Linked DNA regions of Mus musculus: all the other regions are linked to region 5. The links are chromatin contacts, called in public HiChIP or PLAC-seq maps. All regions are on one chromosome and are shown on one strand. Each heading gives the region's core, a stretch centred on a gene start, on an enhancer-like site or on the middle of the called end of the contact. The rest is flanking DNA. Distances are from core to core; before and after follow the strand shown. Region 1 holds the start of Rgs9 (regulator of G-protein signaling 9). Region 2 holds the start of Gna13 (guanine nucleotide binding protein, alpha 13). Region 3 holds the start of Prkar1a (protein kinase, cAMP dependent regulatory, type I, alpha). Region 4 holds the start of Wipi1 (WD repeat domain, phosphoinositide interacting 1). Region 5 holds the start of Abca9 (ATP-binding cassette, sub-family A (ABC1), member 9).

What was found. HiChIP or PLAC-seq counts read pairs in DNA pulled down with a chosen protein or histone mark.
Region 1: a contact with region 5 is called in an H3K27ac HiChIP or PLAC-seq map of microglia, with 4 times the contacts expected there. The contact joins the promoter of Rgs9 here to the promoter of Abca9 in region 5.
Region 2: an H3K27ac HiChIP or PLAC-seq map of microglia shows a contact between it and region 5, with 5 times the contacts expected there. The contact joins the promoter of Gna13 here to the promoter of Abca9 in region 5. A contact is called at or near these places in 2 of 115 datasets of contacts at active chromatin or transcription factors (bone marrow-derived dendritic cells and microglia).
Region 3: an H3K4me3 HiChIP or PLAC-seq map of bone marrow-derived macrophages shows a contact between it and region 5, with 4 times the contacts expected there. The contact joins the promoter of Prkar1a here to the promoter of Abca9 in region 5. A contact is called at or near these places in 9 of 39 promoter capture datasets (the 3T3-L1 cell line, the C10 cell line, cranial neural crest and 5 more), 1 of 484 Hi-C or Micro-C datasets (uterus), 8 of 115 datasets of contacts at active chromatin or transcription factors (the NIH/3T3 cell line, SST interneurons, bone marrow-derived macrophages and 4 more) and 3 of 9 other capture datasets (adipose tissue, liver and macrophages).
Region 4: a contact with region 5 is called in an HNF4G HiChIP or PLAC-seq map of pancreatic cancer cells. The contact joins the promoter of Wipi1 here to the promoter of Abca9 in region 5. A contact is called at or near these places in 5 of 39 promoter capture datasets (frontonasal cranial neural crest, hippocampal neurons, liver and 1 more), 1 of 115 datasets of contacts at active chromatin or transcription factors (pancreatic cancer cells) and 1 of 9 other capture datasets (adipose tissue).

Annotation. Positions count from the first base shown.
Region 1 is chr11:109,296,833-109,299,532 of GRCm38.p6, reverse strand. Rgs9 (regulator of G-protein signaling 9) reads left to right here and starts at 1,352. Exons shown (of 19, transcript NM_011268.2): 1 at 1,352-1,595. The coding sequence starts at 1,539. Gm39441 (a long non-coding RNA gene) reads right to left here and starts at 1,303. Exons shown (of 3, transcript XR_880277.3): 1 at 1,083-1,303.
Region 2 is chr11:109,361,539-109,364,238 of GRCm38.p6, reverse strand. It overlaps Gna13 (guanine nucleotide binding protein, alpha 13), which reads right to left and starts at 1,445. Exons shown (of 4, transcript NM_010303.3): 1 at 983-1,445. The coding sequence starts at 1,265. Gm11696 (predicted gene 11696) reads left to right here and starts at 585. Exons shown (of 2, transcript NR_038097.1): 1 at 585-1,133.
Region 3 is chr11:109,649,616-109,652,315 of GRCm38.p6, reverse strand. Prkar1a (protein kinase, cAMP dependent regulatory, type I, alpha) reads right to left here and starts at 1,367. Exons shown (of 11, transcript NM_001373913.1): 1 at 1,243-1,367.
Region 4 is chr11:109,610,076-109,612,775 of GRCm38.p6, reverse strand. It overlaps Wipi1 (WD repeat domain, phosphoinositide interacting 1), which reads left to right and starts at 1,387. Exons shown (of 13, transcript NM_145940.2): 1 at 1,387-1,543. The coding sequence starts at 1,464.
Region 5 is chr11:110,166,732-110,169,431 of GRCm38.p6, reverse strand. Abca9 (ATP-binding cassette, sub-family A (ABC1), member 9) reads left to right here and starts at 1,279. Exons shown (of 39, transcript NM_147220.2): 1 at 1,279-1,481.

The DNA of each region.
Region 1 (2,700 bases), core at 103-2,602, 870 kb after region 5:
CCACCCCCTTAGGAAATCACCTCTATTTTCCTTACTCAGAATTTATAGAACTAAGAAATGCTGGCTTTATTTGCTTATGTGTATTCCGTGTAACACTAAACCCAGAAGTTGTTCCATGAGGAAACGTCAAGACATTGCAGCTTTTTCCTGGGATCCCAGCTCACATAAGGAACACGCTTCTCAGAGGTCTGGTATGATTGGCAGAAACCCCGGTCCTCTGCATCAACCCATCCCTGGAGAGCTCACATCCTTTTCACTGAAGTTTGTGATGTGGGGGCTTCTGCATGGGGCCCAGGGGAAACGAGCACTTTGACATTGTTTGCAAACTGGAGTCAGTGTTATGTGAACATGTGTGTGAGCATGCTTTCTGAGAGTGTCCACAGCGTTCAACGGATTCTTACAAATAAATGTGCCTGAAAGGAAAAAAAAATAGTGGATAAGGGCTTAGATGCTAAAGGTATACCAGTTGACTGAGCACCACTAAGGCGAATCCCTTTGTTCTTTTTCAACTTAAACATGCGAGATGCGACATTGTATATCTATCCTGCTTGTGTAGACTAAGTGGAGGCTTCATCCTTTTTTTTTTTTTCTGGATATATGCCAATATAGGCTCATCAATTGGTGACACATACCAATCTCCCCAGACAGGTTGACCCTGGAGGGGGGTTATGAATGTGTGGAGCAGGTGGCCACTCTGGAGGCATCTATTCTGTCCCATCTGCCCAATTTTTAGGTCAGTTTAAAAGTTCCTTTAAGAGTCTATTAAAGACAAACAAATACAAGTATCGGGAATTAGAAGTAAAATATAATTTGCCTAAGGGCACACAGTTAGCTAAAGAGTGTCTATGGGCTTCTTCACTTCTTCCTCTCTTGAAACCAACATCTTACTAGTTAGTCTATTTGTTAGGCCAATTAATAAAAGTCTACATCTGGTATTTTTTTTTATCTTAAATATCTATCTAGGAACAATCACAGCGTTGCTCACTTATCTATTAGAAGCTTCATGGACACTTCTATTGGATACCATGAAACTGTTTAAAATTTTCTCTTCTCTTATAAAGAAATTCTTAGCGCTGACTTACCCAAAGATGTCCAACTCTCCTGCAAGCTGGCGTCGGAAAGCTCCTTTCCCACTGTGCTCTGTCTCACTTCTGTATATAAAGAGATTAACAGGCTCACACACCTTGGGGCAGATGCTCTAGCTTCAGCATCCCTGATCTGGCCTTCCTACCTGAGGTTTGGTCCAGGTGGAGCCGGACGCCGCCCCCTGGTGGCAGGTGGGAGCCCGCGCAGTGCATGCTAATGAGCGCGCGGCGCTGCTCGCTGATTGGTTGGCGCGAATTCCAGCTGCTTTGCATGTCGGCGGGTGCGAGGGAGAGTCGAGGGGTGGAGGGCGGTATTCTGGGCCCTGCGCGCTCCGCTCTCTGTGCCTCCCGGTCTACGCCCAGGCTGGGGCAGACCAGGCTGGCTTGTGAACTTGGGGGTTTCCCCTTTCGCTCCCATTCGTGTTGTGGTCGTGAATTCATCCAGGGTCCAGAATGACGATCCGACACCAAGGCCAGCAGTACAGGCCGAGGATGGCATTTCTCCAAAAGGTACCCTGGGAATCCCCATCTGGACCCTGGCAAGTGGGCGGGGACCCAGTATGTGGAGTGTCCAAGGGAAGATTGGGCAGGGGCAGAGGGCGTCCATCTAGGTCGATCCGCGCTGCCCAATTTTACTAAATGACTTCTATGTGGCTCTATGTGTTGTATTTAAAAACCATAATGATTGGGTTTTCGCGTAAACTGTAGTGGAGAATTCGAAGGCAGCCGTGATGGTCTGCTGCAGGCCAAAAACAACCTGTTACTCAGGAGAGTGCTTGAAGCTGCGCGGTGATTTGAGACAGCCTATATTGTTACAAGGAATCGGCTATTAAATGAACATTTCCCCCAATACTAAACAGCAGGATTTTTAAGTGTGTGTATGCCTGTGTGTATAAAAAGACCAGGAAAATGTGATTTGTGGGATCAAGAGCCTCCCCTGATCCCAGGATGGCAATCTGTGTGTTTTCTGTATAGTTAGAACCGTTTCTTGTCGATGGCTAATGGCCAGAACAGGGTGTCCGTTCCCGATGGACATGTGGGAGGTGGAATGTACCTATGGGGTGACGTGTTTGGGGACAAAGTGGTTCATTTAGTTCTGGGCTTTTAAGTTAGACAGTGTGGGAAGAGACACTCACAGGATTAAGTCCCAGGTCACTTGTCTGCCCTACCTCTGGCTCATGCCACTTTTCATAGGATTATCCTGTTGAGGGAATTAGCCCGATGGATGTTCTGTGACAAGCTGGGCCCTCCCTGCCTTGAGCCTCTGGAGCTTAGCAACTGGGTGCAGTTGGTGACTAAGTATCCTAATCTACAAGATGTTAAAAGCTGGACAGACCTGGGCACACCAGGACATTCGGCACACCTGGTCATCTCCCCGAGAAGCCAGATAGAAGAGATGTAAGGGCCATGCCGTAAACAGAAGGGAACACTGTCTCACTCAGGAGAGTAGACAGTGCAGCTCCCAGCTCCTGAAAGGACAAGAGGCTGCCCAAGTCTGGTGGTCCAAAGTCGAACGTCATTTTCAGATCGTGTCTAGGCTGGTCTTCTCCTGCCGTGCAGGACGGCCCTGGCTTGGAGCTTAGAGCACCTATCTGTAGCACTCGTGTGTTTATCA
Region 2 (2,700 bases), core at 196-2,695, 810 kb after region 5:
CTGACACTAAAGAAAAAAAAATTAAAAAAAACAAGATGATTCTTTTAAATGATAAAAATAAAAGCCACCTCTGCAACTTATTTGAACACTAAGGAATAAAAATATTGGGTGGTTTTCACTTAAGGAACAGTATTTAAAATACTGTTCAACAGGATTTGTGAAGCCCACCATGCAGTCCAGCACATGTATTTAAACATAAATTCATGAAAGCATTAGAAATGATATGAAATGATACTGTTTTTTTCTCCTGTCTCGAGTTATTAAGAAAAAAAAAAGTGTGCAACATGTTGAACTGTGATTACAAACATCCTGTAGCAATGAGCCGATAAAACCACTCGCGCTAATTTTTTTTAATAGACTTTCCTGATGCCAGTTCAGTAAACGTGAGTTTCATACTCTTGCCCCAAAAGGCTCTAGAGGCTGTCACTCTATGCCCTTGACAAGAGTCTCAGGGTAAAAAAAAAAAAAAAAAAAAAAAAAAAGTTTCCTCATTACAACCGTTCCAGAACTTGCTTAAGTCAAGAGGTGGCCTAGGAAGCCCAAAGCTGGAAGGGTAACATACCCGGTTACTAGGGTCACCCACCAGGGACGGGCAGAAAGGAAAGAAGGATAGGAAGGGATAGGGAGTGTAGGACCTGGGGCTACTGATGGGTGGTCTTGCCCGGAGTGCAGGGAGGACACAAGTTGCCCCGCTGCCCCGAGTCACCCTACTCGCCGCACTTCCCTCTTGGAGGGGGCGAGGCCAGCCGCGGAGTGCTGGGCCGACCGTGACCCTCACCGGGGTAGCACGGGGGGGACAGCGGGGCGTCCCGGATCGAAGGGACCAGGGCAACAGGGCGCACAGAACGGTGCCCAAGGCGCGCCCACCCGCTCGCCCGTCCGATCTGATCCCGTTCGGTCTCCTCCGACTGGGGACCCGGCGGATGAGGGCGGTGCCCGGCCCGGCTCCCCAGGGGTCCCCGAGCCCCGCCGCGCCCCGCACCTTTGATCACGTTGCTGTAGATGGTGGGGCGGAACTCCTCGCGCGCGCGCTGGTCGAAGTCCTGGCCGTGGATGATCCGCATCTGCTTCAGGAAGGTGGACTTGCCGCTCTCGCCCGCGCCCAGCAGCAGGATCTTCACCAGCCGCTTCACGTAGGTCTTCTCCCGCGACAGGCATTTGTCGATCTCCTTGGACTTGCGCTGCTGCTCGGCCTCGCCGTTCGTCAGCACGCAGCCCGGGAAGCACACGGACAGCACGGAGCGCGACGGCAGGAAGTCCGCCATCTTGCCGCCGCCGCCGCCTCGGCGGGCCCCTGCGGCTCCTCCACCTCCTCCTCCGGCAGCGGGCGGCTCCGGCAAGGCGGCTGGAGGGCGGGGAGCGCAGCGGCGGCCCGAGCGCGCCCGGGGAGGGAGGGAACCCGAGGACTGACTCGCCAGGGCGGGCCGCGCCGGCCGGGGGAGGGTGGGAGGGAGGGAGGGAGGGAGGGAGGGCGGGCCCGGGGAGGGGCGGCGGCCCTCTGGGCGTGCGCGTGCCCGCTGCCTTTCGGGTACGCGCACGCAGGCACGCCGAGCGGAGGAGGGAGCGGCAGCGGCGGGAGTCACGCGCTCCTGTGCAGCCGGGAGCGCGCTCGGAGAGCGGCGGAGCCCGGGTCACGTGGGCCAGGCTGGGCGCGCGCGCCTGCGGATCCAGAGTTTCTGTTTCCCTTTAGTGCCACCGCTTCCCGGAGCCCCGAGGCGAGTAAGCAAAGCCCATCCTGACCCCTTTCCGCTGGGGCATCTTTCTCACTACAGATCCCACTGCCCTTTCCCATAGTTACTCGCCCGCCGCTTGCTGTCACCTTCACGCGACCTATTTTGAGACCATTGGCTGGGACATCCCCGCACCCGACCAGTGCAAGCCTTCCTTCGTTACAGTTTGCCTTGTTTTGTTTTGTTTTGTTTTAACTCTTGAGACAAGATCCCTGCGGCCCAAGTTGGCTTAAATTTGTGACAATCGTCTTGCTTCAGCCTCCCTGTCCGTTTCTGGTATTACCGGCAGGCAAGAGCTTTCCTTCAAGATCGTGCGTTTAATTAGCAGCGACCCTTCCCCGCCCCCTTGTCATCCTAACCATCCCGAATCTGGAAGGATAAGTAGATGTCAGATGTCGTTATTGATCAACACCTCACCCTAGCAGCTCAGGGCACTATTGATAACCTGCCCTGGTTTGAGGGGAAGTTGGAGTTGATGTTCTCGTGAGATGTGCCAGGAAGGTCGCTGGCGGCTGGCTCACTCATTAGATTCCCATCCGAGCTGCACTTGTGACTTGGGTAATGCCTTCTGAGGTCAGTGAATGGTGGAGAGGGTGAGGTCATGTTGAAAATCCCCCTAAACCGGACACTCTGATGCACGTTCTTCCCAAGGAAGCAGATAAGCGCTCAGCCTAGGACTGCAGCAGGCACATTTTGGGTTTCCTGCCGGATTACAGAGGATATGACAGACAAGAAACTTTTTTTTTTCTGTCATACCAGCAGATCAGGCCAGAACACCTGAAAAAGAGACTCCTGGGGAACACGTGACTAGTGACAGCTGAATGACTGTAGCAAGGACCTCAGAAGCCAACTTCTTCATTCTTGTCAGTTTCAAAGTTGATGCCTGTCTGGTTTTGCTCCTGGGACCTGACTCGTGTGCAACTTGGGAACTTCCTGTGTGTTAGGGAGTTGGGGTAAAGAGGTCAACACC
Region 3 (2,700 bases), core at 118-2,617, 520 kb after region 5:
TACAAAGACCAAAAGGCAGGCACTGGTAAAGAAAATACAAACACCAGTCATCATGTGAAACGCCAAATAATCTAATTTTATGGCCTTAGGATTTTTAATCGGGTATGTCTTGGTTCCACGTTTGTATTTACTTTTTAAAAACCCCACAACTTAGCTTCTCTCCAAAACAAACACTAAAACCATCATCACTGCATCGAGTATTCGTAAGAAGGGGGATTCTTGAGGAAATTCGGTTCTGATGACACTCTTGCTTTCAGAAGGACTATACTGGAGGACATATTTAAACCGCCTTTGGGAGCCTGTTGCTGACAGGGCCCACATCTAAAGGATGCCAAGTAACACTAACACAGCCTGGGGGGTGGGGTGGGGGTCATCATCTAAATGCGAGCCTTCATTTCTCTGCTCAAGAAACCTATCTATCCTGGCTCCCTCAAGTCATCGGCTGTCCCCACACCCGCTCTGGGCTGGAGTTAAGGGTTAACGGGCGCCGCGTATTTTCACGAGGGAGGGCAGGAAAGTGCCCTTCACTTCACTTAGGCCACGGTCATGATCACTGAGAGCAGCAAGACGGCCCCTCATCCCCCACCAGGCAGGAGGCCGCAGACGTGGAGTGGAGCGGAGCGGGAGGCCTGGGGAGGCTGGGGTGGGCGGTGGTGGGGGCTGGAAAGGACGAGAAGTGTTAGGGGGACAAAGGGAAATGGAGCTAGGCTGAAATCACCGAGCGGAGGGGTGGAGGGAGACGAGCCCGCGAAGAGGAGGGGGGAAGCCAGGGCAGAAGAAACGACTGGGCAGAGATGAAGACTACAGCCGAGTGGCGAGGCTAAGACCGAAAAGCCATGGCGGATTCCGGTTTAAAAAAAAAAAAAAAATACCGAGCTCTTGTCCTTCAGGAAGTGGGGGAGGGAGGACGGGCGCCGAGGCCGCGGCGCGCGGGGGCGGAGGCGGCCGGGGAGCCGAGGGCAGCGCAGGACCGGGGACCCGGAGACACTCAGGACGGGGGCGGAACGGCGGGGGGCAGGGGCGGCCTACGGCCCCGCGGGGAACGGTGCAAGGGCGGACCCCGGGGGACAGTGCGAGGCCTGCGACAGGCCCCGAGGCCGCCTCGGAGGCGCAGGGGGTGCGGCCGTCCCCCCGCAGCGCGCTCCCCGGGGCGCCATCTTGGCTCGCTCCCGCGCCTTCAGGGACGCGCAGCGGAGCGCCGCGGCCGGCGACTCCCCGGTCAGGCCTCGGGCCCGCACTCACCTGAGGGCGGGCGGCGGCACGAGCAGGGGCTAACGCAGGGCGAGGCGGCCGGGGTGACCGAGCGTCCAGCGGGCTCAGCTCGCAGCCTCACTACCACTCTGCGATAGCGGCTCGGCGACGGCTCCACCGGAAACCAGCCGACCGCGGCCAATCAGCGTTCGGCTGCTGACGTCAATGCGCCTCGCTCTGGCCAGGGCGGTTGCCTTGGCAACCTTAAAGGCGCAGACGCCTAGGATCCTCCTCCAACCCCATCCCCACCCCCCTCAAGCCCACCACCGGCTACTCCCACCCCCTACCCTTAGCCCGTCGTCATCTAGCTAGAACCGTTCTCTTGCAGGGCACCTCTCCATCTTTATCTTGTCGCGTATACGTAGCCCCTTCATCGCTCTCATCTTTTTCCTTCTCTTTCTGCTAACCCGTTTCTGTCTCCTTTATTGTCCCTTCCTTACCAGGTGTGGTGGGGGGTCCTCTAGATTGTTTAGCTGTTCGGAGATCTCAGCCTCTCCTCGGTTCCTCGGTGGCTCTTGCGTCTGCCTCCCTCCACGCCTCTGTCTTTTCTCCCTCCCTTCGACCCTCCTACCGCAGACCCACGTGGGACGATTCGGTGACAGGTGGGCGACTCCGCCCTGGGTGCTATGGGACGGCAGGGAGGGGGATGGGGTTACAGGACGCTGGGCGGACAAGGAGATCCCTGCTGTTGGAAGAGGAGGAGGCCCTAGCGGATCTACCACAGCTGAGCGCAAGCGGATGCTGAGATGCTCCTGATGGACAGAGCGCGCATCCTGTGTAGACCCCCGCAATACCCGGGGTTCCGGACTCGGGCCTGTCATCCGGTCCAGGAAATCTGAGCCCCTATCAAGCCTCTGCTTGGCTAATCTGACTACTGTCTCCACAAGTGAGCTGTCATCAATGGAGGCCCTACCGTGCCTACAGAAGCACCAGATGTAGGGAGACTTCCAAGAGGAGCCCGGAGTCCTGATAATGCCCTAGCCTCCTATTATGCCAGACTGCGTCATGGGCAGTACAGACAGATGGGCAGATCAAATCATTGACCAAGCAAGAAATCTGAGCTGCATGAGAAAACAAGAGAAAAGGCGACTTCATTATTCCTTCAGTCAACTTTCCCCTTAAGTATGTGAAAATGAAAGCAAGGGACACAATTTTAGGCATATGAATTAAATAAATAAAGTGGGCCTAAATAAATACATAAATAAAATAGGCCCCTGCAGTGTGTGGTTCTGAGTAGCTGCAAGGTGTTGACAGCCTCATCGTGTATGTGCTAGGGCAATGTGCGTAGAAAATATCACGGATTTAACACTTAGTACCAAAAAAGGTTACAATATCTCCTGCATAATTTTCACAGTGATCCCCAGTTAAGATATTTGGGTTAAGTGGTGTTTGTAAATTTCACCTTTTTAAGCCTGACTTTGTCTTGGAATACCCAGACTATGATAAGGG
Region 4 (2,700 bases), core at 138-2,637, 560 kb after region 5:
TTGAGACAATGTATCCAAAATAAATAAATAATAAACAAGGTGGCTGGATATGAACCGAATTGCCACAATCTACAGAACTGTGACACCATTATCATCATAGTAATAATAATGGCGATGATGAAGATTTCAGAGGCTGTAGAGATGGCTCAGCAGTGTTTTTACTGATGAGCGGAATTCTGTTCCCCAGAACCCACACCAGGCACCTCACAACCAATTGTATACAAGCTTGGGAAGCAAATCTCCAGTTTGCTTCAGAATGCATCTCAAACGACATGAGCTTCAAGCTGTACTGTCTTGTACAGTATTCTAGTTTCTCTCCTTTCTATACAAATCGAATGTCTGGTCAAATACTGCTGAGCAAAGTTGTATGATAACAAGTCCTGAAAGAAGACCCTTTCACATGCCGCTGTGTATTGTTGGTTTTAGATAATATAGTCTAGCCAGTGCTTTAACCGGGTTTTCAGTAAATCGGGTAGGAACATACCAAGGTAATATTGTTAATGTAAGGGTCGGGGTTAGCAAGAGCTCTTTCTCAACTGTGGGGCTGTATGTGGCTTCTTAATCGGCTGGGGATCTTTTTCCGAGAAGCTTAAGGGCTCTCCAAAACGGCTGGACTTTGATGTCTACTGATTTCAACTACAACTGCTGTAAGCTTAGCGGGCGGGCAAGGAAGCAGGCGTCCGCCCGCCTCCTTGGCGTTGTCTCCGACGCTAAGGCAGGCTTGAAGCCTGAAGCTCCACTCCTCCTCCTCACCCTCTGGACGCTCTGGCAATGAAAACACCACCACGTGGCCTGCTGCCTTTGCCTCGCGCACCTTCGGCCAATGGCAAACGGTTTCTCCGACTAGGGGGCGGGTCGTCAACAGCTGTCCCGCCCACTAGCCCTATTGATTGACTAAAAGAGTTGGTGGCCAATCCTGGCTGTCTGCGGAAGGCTCTGTTCGGTCAGCAGTTCTGTTCCCAGTGATAAAGAGGCGGGGTGGGGACAGAGACGGCCTGGAGAGGGGGCGGGGCTACCAAGCTAGGTAGAAGGAGGCTCGGGGCGGGGCCTGGTTGGCTCAGGGCGGAGCTAGGGCTGTGAGGGGGTGGGGCTAGGTGCCCGAAGTGGAGAGGGCGAGGCTAAGTGGGAAATGTGTAGGGCGGGTCCTGAAGGTCCCAGGCAGGGCTAGAGCCGAGAGGGGCGGTACTTGAGGCAGGGGCGTGGCCTGGCTGTTTTAGGACCCAGCCGATTCTCTGAAGGAGGGGCGGGGGTTTGGAGTGGGGCGGAGCTAAATGGGAATCGTGTAAGGGCGGGGTCTTACGATGGAGGGGCGGAGCTAAGTGGTATCTGAGTGGGCGGGGTCTGTCTGGAGGCGAGCCCGGGGCGGGACCGACGCGGCAAGCCGGCCCACGGAGCCGGCGCGGGCGGGCTGCTGAGGTGGCTGTCCCCCGCTCAGAGCTGCGGCTTCTCGGGTCGAGCCCCCGATGGAGGCCGAAGCCGCAGATGCCCCTCCGGGCCGAGTGGAGGCGGCGCTCAGCTGCTTCTCTTTCAACCAAGACTGCACGTAAGCCACGGCGCCAGCCCCCTGGCCAGGGAAGTGGGGGACAGAATGTCGCCACCAAAGGGTGTTGTCCTGTAACGCAACTGGTGGCTAGCCGGGGCCTGCGCGCCGATGGTACCTCGGCAGGGCAGCCTGTGTCGCGGCGTTGCTCGGCTGTAGGGGTTTGAGCCCACCCAGACGACTGCCAGCCAGCGCCTGCCAGAAAGAGCCGGCTAGGGTGACCCAAACAAGTCAGCAAGGAGGGCGGAGGGGGGACCTTGAATGTGGGGGAGGGACTTGGTGTGGGCCACCTAGTGACCGAAAGGGAGATCAGGGACCAAAACAAAGGTGAGGGAAGGGAGGAATGTGCAACTTGACTCAAGAGGGAGGATGCAGAGAGTCGGAAAGATGAAGAAAAACTTTACCATTTGTCCTTGAGTATCTCAACGTGGCATTTGGGCAGGGCCTCGGACAAACAGTCAGTCTATCCCTGTGGCCCGACCAGCCCCAGCACTGGGCATCTTGGCTGGTCTCTTTGGCCGTAGGAAGCTTTTCTTTATTTGCCTTTCTGTGTTTACTCGCTGTCCACCCAGTCCCAGGAATCTCCTGGAAGCTCAGGAGCCCTTTCTCTGCCCCAGACAGCTTCCCATCCCTGAAGCAGGCGCTCCACCCTGTTGCTTTTAAGTGGCTTTTTAATGTTTCACTATGATGGTCAACGTTTAGACTTTGGTCCATAAACAAGGGATTGCTTGCCTGAGTTCTAGGCATCTGCAGGATTGAATCTTAAGACACAAGCTACTGTTTTCTTCCCTGTTTTTGTGCAAGCCAGCCTGGGGACCATATGGATTAATCTCTTTGGAATGTGGAGCCCTGAAGCATCAGGGCAGGGATGACCACTTCCCAGTGTCCCACTTCCGGCTGTACCAGTTTCTGCTCTGTTCCTGGTTTGGGCTCAGCTTCAGGCTTGTGCCTTGGCTGCTGCTAGCTGAACTGTGCTAATATTGAACATTCATTCGTTGGTGTAATTAAGGCCATAAGCAGCCCTGGTTTTCATTCCCTTTGTGTTTCTGTTTGAAAAACCCCTGCTCTGAACAATATGTCTTTGTTTGAAAAATCTGTGTGTGTAATCATATAATCCAGTAATTCGACAGCTTGGCTACATGAGTGACTCTCAGGCTGCC
Region 5 (2,700 bases), core at 30-2,529:
TCACTAATTGAGAAAATGCCTTACAGTTGGATCTCATGGAGGCATTTCCTCAACTGAAGCTCCTTTCTCTGTGATAACTCCAGCTGTGTCAAGTTGACACAAAACTAGCCAATACAGAAACAATCAGAGAACTTGTTACAGACTATGAGTTCAGTATGCTTGTACAGACTTGGAAAAGTAGTTTCTGGATCTAATATAATTAGCAAATGGGTAAAAAGGCTTGAGACGATTGAAGGGATATTTACTATCTGTGTGATGCTTTGCCTTCCATGTACACATATATTCATGATGTGGTCATTGTCTGCTCTAAACACTTGATAACACGGCAAACAGGACATATCGAAAACGAGTGGTTGGACACAGAGCAACTTGCTTCCTGGAACCGGAGGCTAACATTAATATAACAATCTCTTCCTCCCCTTTCTCCCTCTCTCTTTCTCTCTTCCTCCTCCTGCCCCACCTCTCACTTTTGGAGCCAGGTACATAGCAAACGCGTATGCATTCAGATAAAGTCCAGAAGACAACTTTGGCCCTTGGCTATTATCCTTAGAAATATTGTCCGTCCGCCCACCTCCTTAGAGACAAAGTCTCCTATTGGTCTGGACCACAAAGCTCACTAATAAGGCTAAACGGGTTAGCAGCCAGCTCCAGGGATCCTCCTGTCTCCCCCCACCCCCACCCCCAGCATCACTGAGAATTTATCCCCCAAGCCAACATCCCTGACATTTTTACGTGGTATCTGGGAATCGAACTCAGTTCCTTATGCGTGCTAGGTTAGTGCTCTATTTGGTGAGCAGTCTCCCCAGGCTGAGAATACAATCTCTCTGTCAATATTATGCTTTCTATCATAAGAACCACGGTGCAGGCAGCATGCACGCAGTGCTACTGAGGTATGGGTAAAAATTCAGATGCACGCTCTTACACTGAAAACAGCCACATTGCTTCGTTGCCACGTGTAGATTCAGCTTTTAAAAAAGATCCAGGAGAGGTTTTGAGAATAGCATCTGACCTGACTTGTATGTTTGCTTCTGTAATTTAGGAAATTCTTTTCTGCTCCATCTTCTCTGAGCTGGCCTGTATACTATTTTTGTTTAAAGTACTCTTGAGAATCCACTCTTCTGTTAGGGGTTTAATCCAAAGGGGGTGGGGGGATTAAAGCCTAGCTTCTTCCTGGTTTGATAGTTGCTAACGTTTCAATATGTCAAGCCAACCATCTGCAACCACAGGATCCCTGCTGAGGAACTGGCGGGAGGCAGAGAAAGGAAAAACAGTGGAGGAGTGTGAGCAGAGCTTTTGGCAGCCAGTCTGAACCCTCAGAAGAATTCTCTTCAGAAACCAGAGTAAAACAGAACCAACCGTCCACGATAAGGAAAATCAAAATCAACATGTAGCAGTGACTCGAAAGAAGAAACGGGACTTCTCCTCCGGGACAAAGATCTGTGGATGGACTTCTAGAAGATTCTTGCTTCGGCTTCCTCAGAGTAAGTTAACCTCTAGACTGTGGTTGCTAGCACTTCAATGTGAGAGACAAGCAGAGACAGAAAAAGTGTGGCAAACATTCCGGAGAAAGTCGCCAAGTGTAGGAAGTTACTAGTAAGTTGTTTTGATTTTTCAAGTCTTTGAGTATTTTATACTGGGTGGCTGAATAGTAGTTAGAAAACTAAGAACTTTCGGTTTTACCCCATGGTTAAAGCATTTTGCATAAACAGCACATATCACAGAACAGGCAAGTGGGTAAATGGAAAGGAATGTAGCTTGCTTGCCTCTTGCTGTTTTCGAAGTTATTTGGATTGCTCTGTGTGTGTGTGTGTGTGTGTGTGTGTGTGTGTGTGTGTGTGTGTTCAGTTTTACTGCCAGAGGAATGTCAACATCAGGATACCAGATTTTATGAATTCTGGGTTGTTTTAACCAACTTTGAGAGCATTTGAGAAAACACTCAACTGACCCTCTTTATCATAGTAAATATATAAGAAGATCTTGAGATGCACGCGTTCTCTGCGTTCTCTGAGTAATGTGAATACCATCTGATTGGGAAGTGACTGGCTCGTAACAACCAATTTATTATTTTTAAATCATGCAATTTTTGCTATTCAGAGCAATTTACGCTAGCTAGGTATTTTATCTTTCTAGAGAAAAATGCATTTTACAAGAACATGTGTAATGTTACAATGTTAATGTCTTAACAGCCAGGAACAAATGATTTAATGCATGGCAATTAGATTATATAACCACATTTACTTATTAATATTTTCCTGCATGTATATTCTTAATTATCTAAGAAAGAAGAGTTGCCACTTGGAAAATATATCTTTATGCTTTTAGATACCAAGGCTTGCCACAGTATCAGTTTCTTAGTTGGAAATATAGTTTAGTATACATTGCAGTGTCCAACTGTAACAGCTTGGAGATCAATTATATAGTTGGTAACAATATTTATACATCTATATAGCTGGTAGCTAGAAGAAATATGAAATTATCCAGAATTTCTATTTTTTATCCCTTGGATTTATAAATGATTGACCTGTGGTAATTTTTTAGTGGCTTTTCCAAGAGTTTTTCAAACTTCAATTATAAAAGATCAATAGAGGGGTGAGTTAACCATGGTTTTGAGTTCCTGACATACAAAGCTCCTCTCTCTTTTTTTGTTGTTGTTTATTTAATTTGACTTATAAGTCCCATTTCATATCTGACCTTCATCGT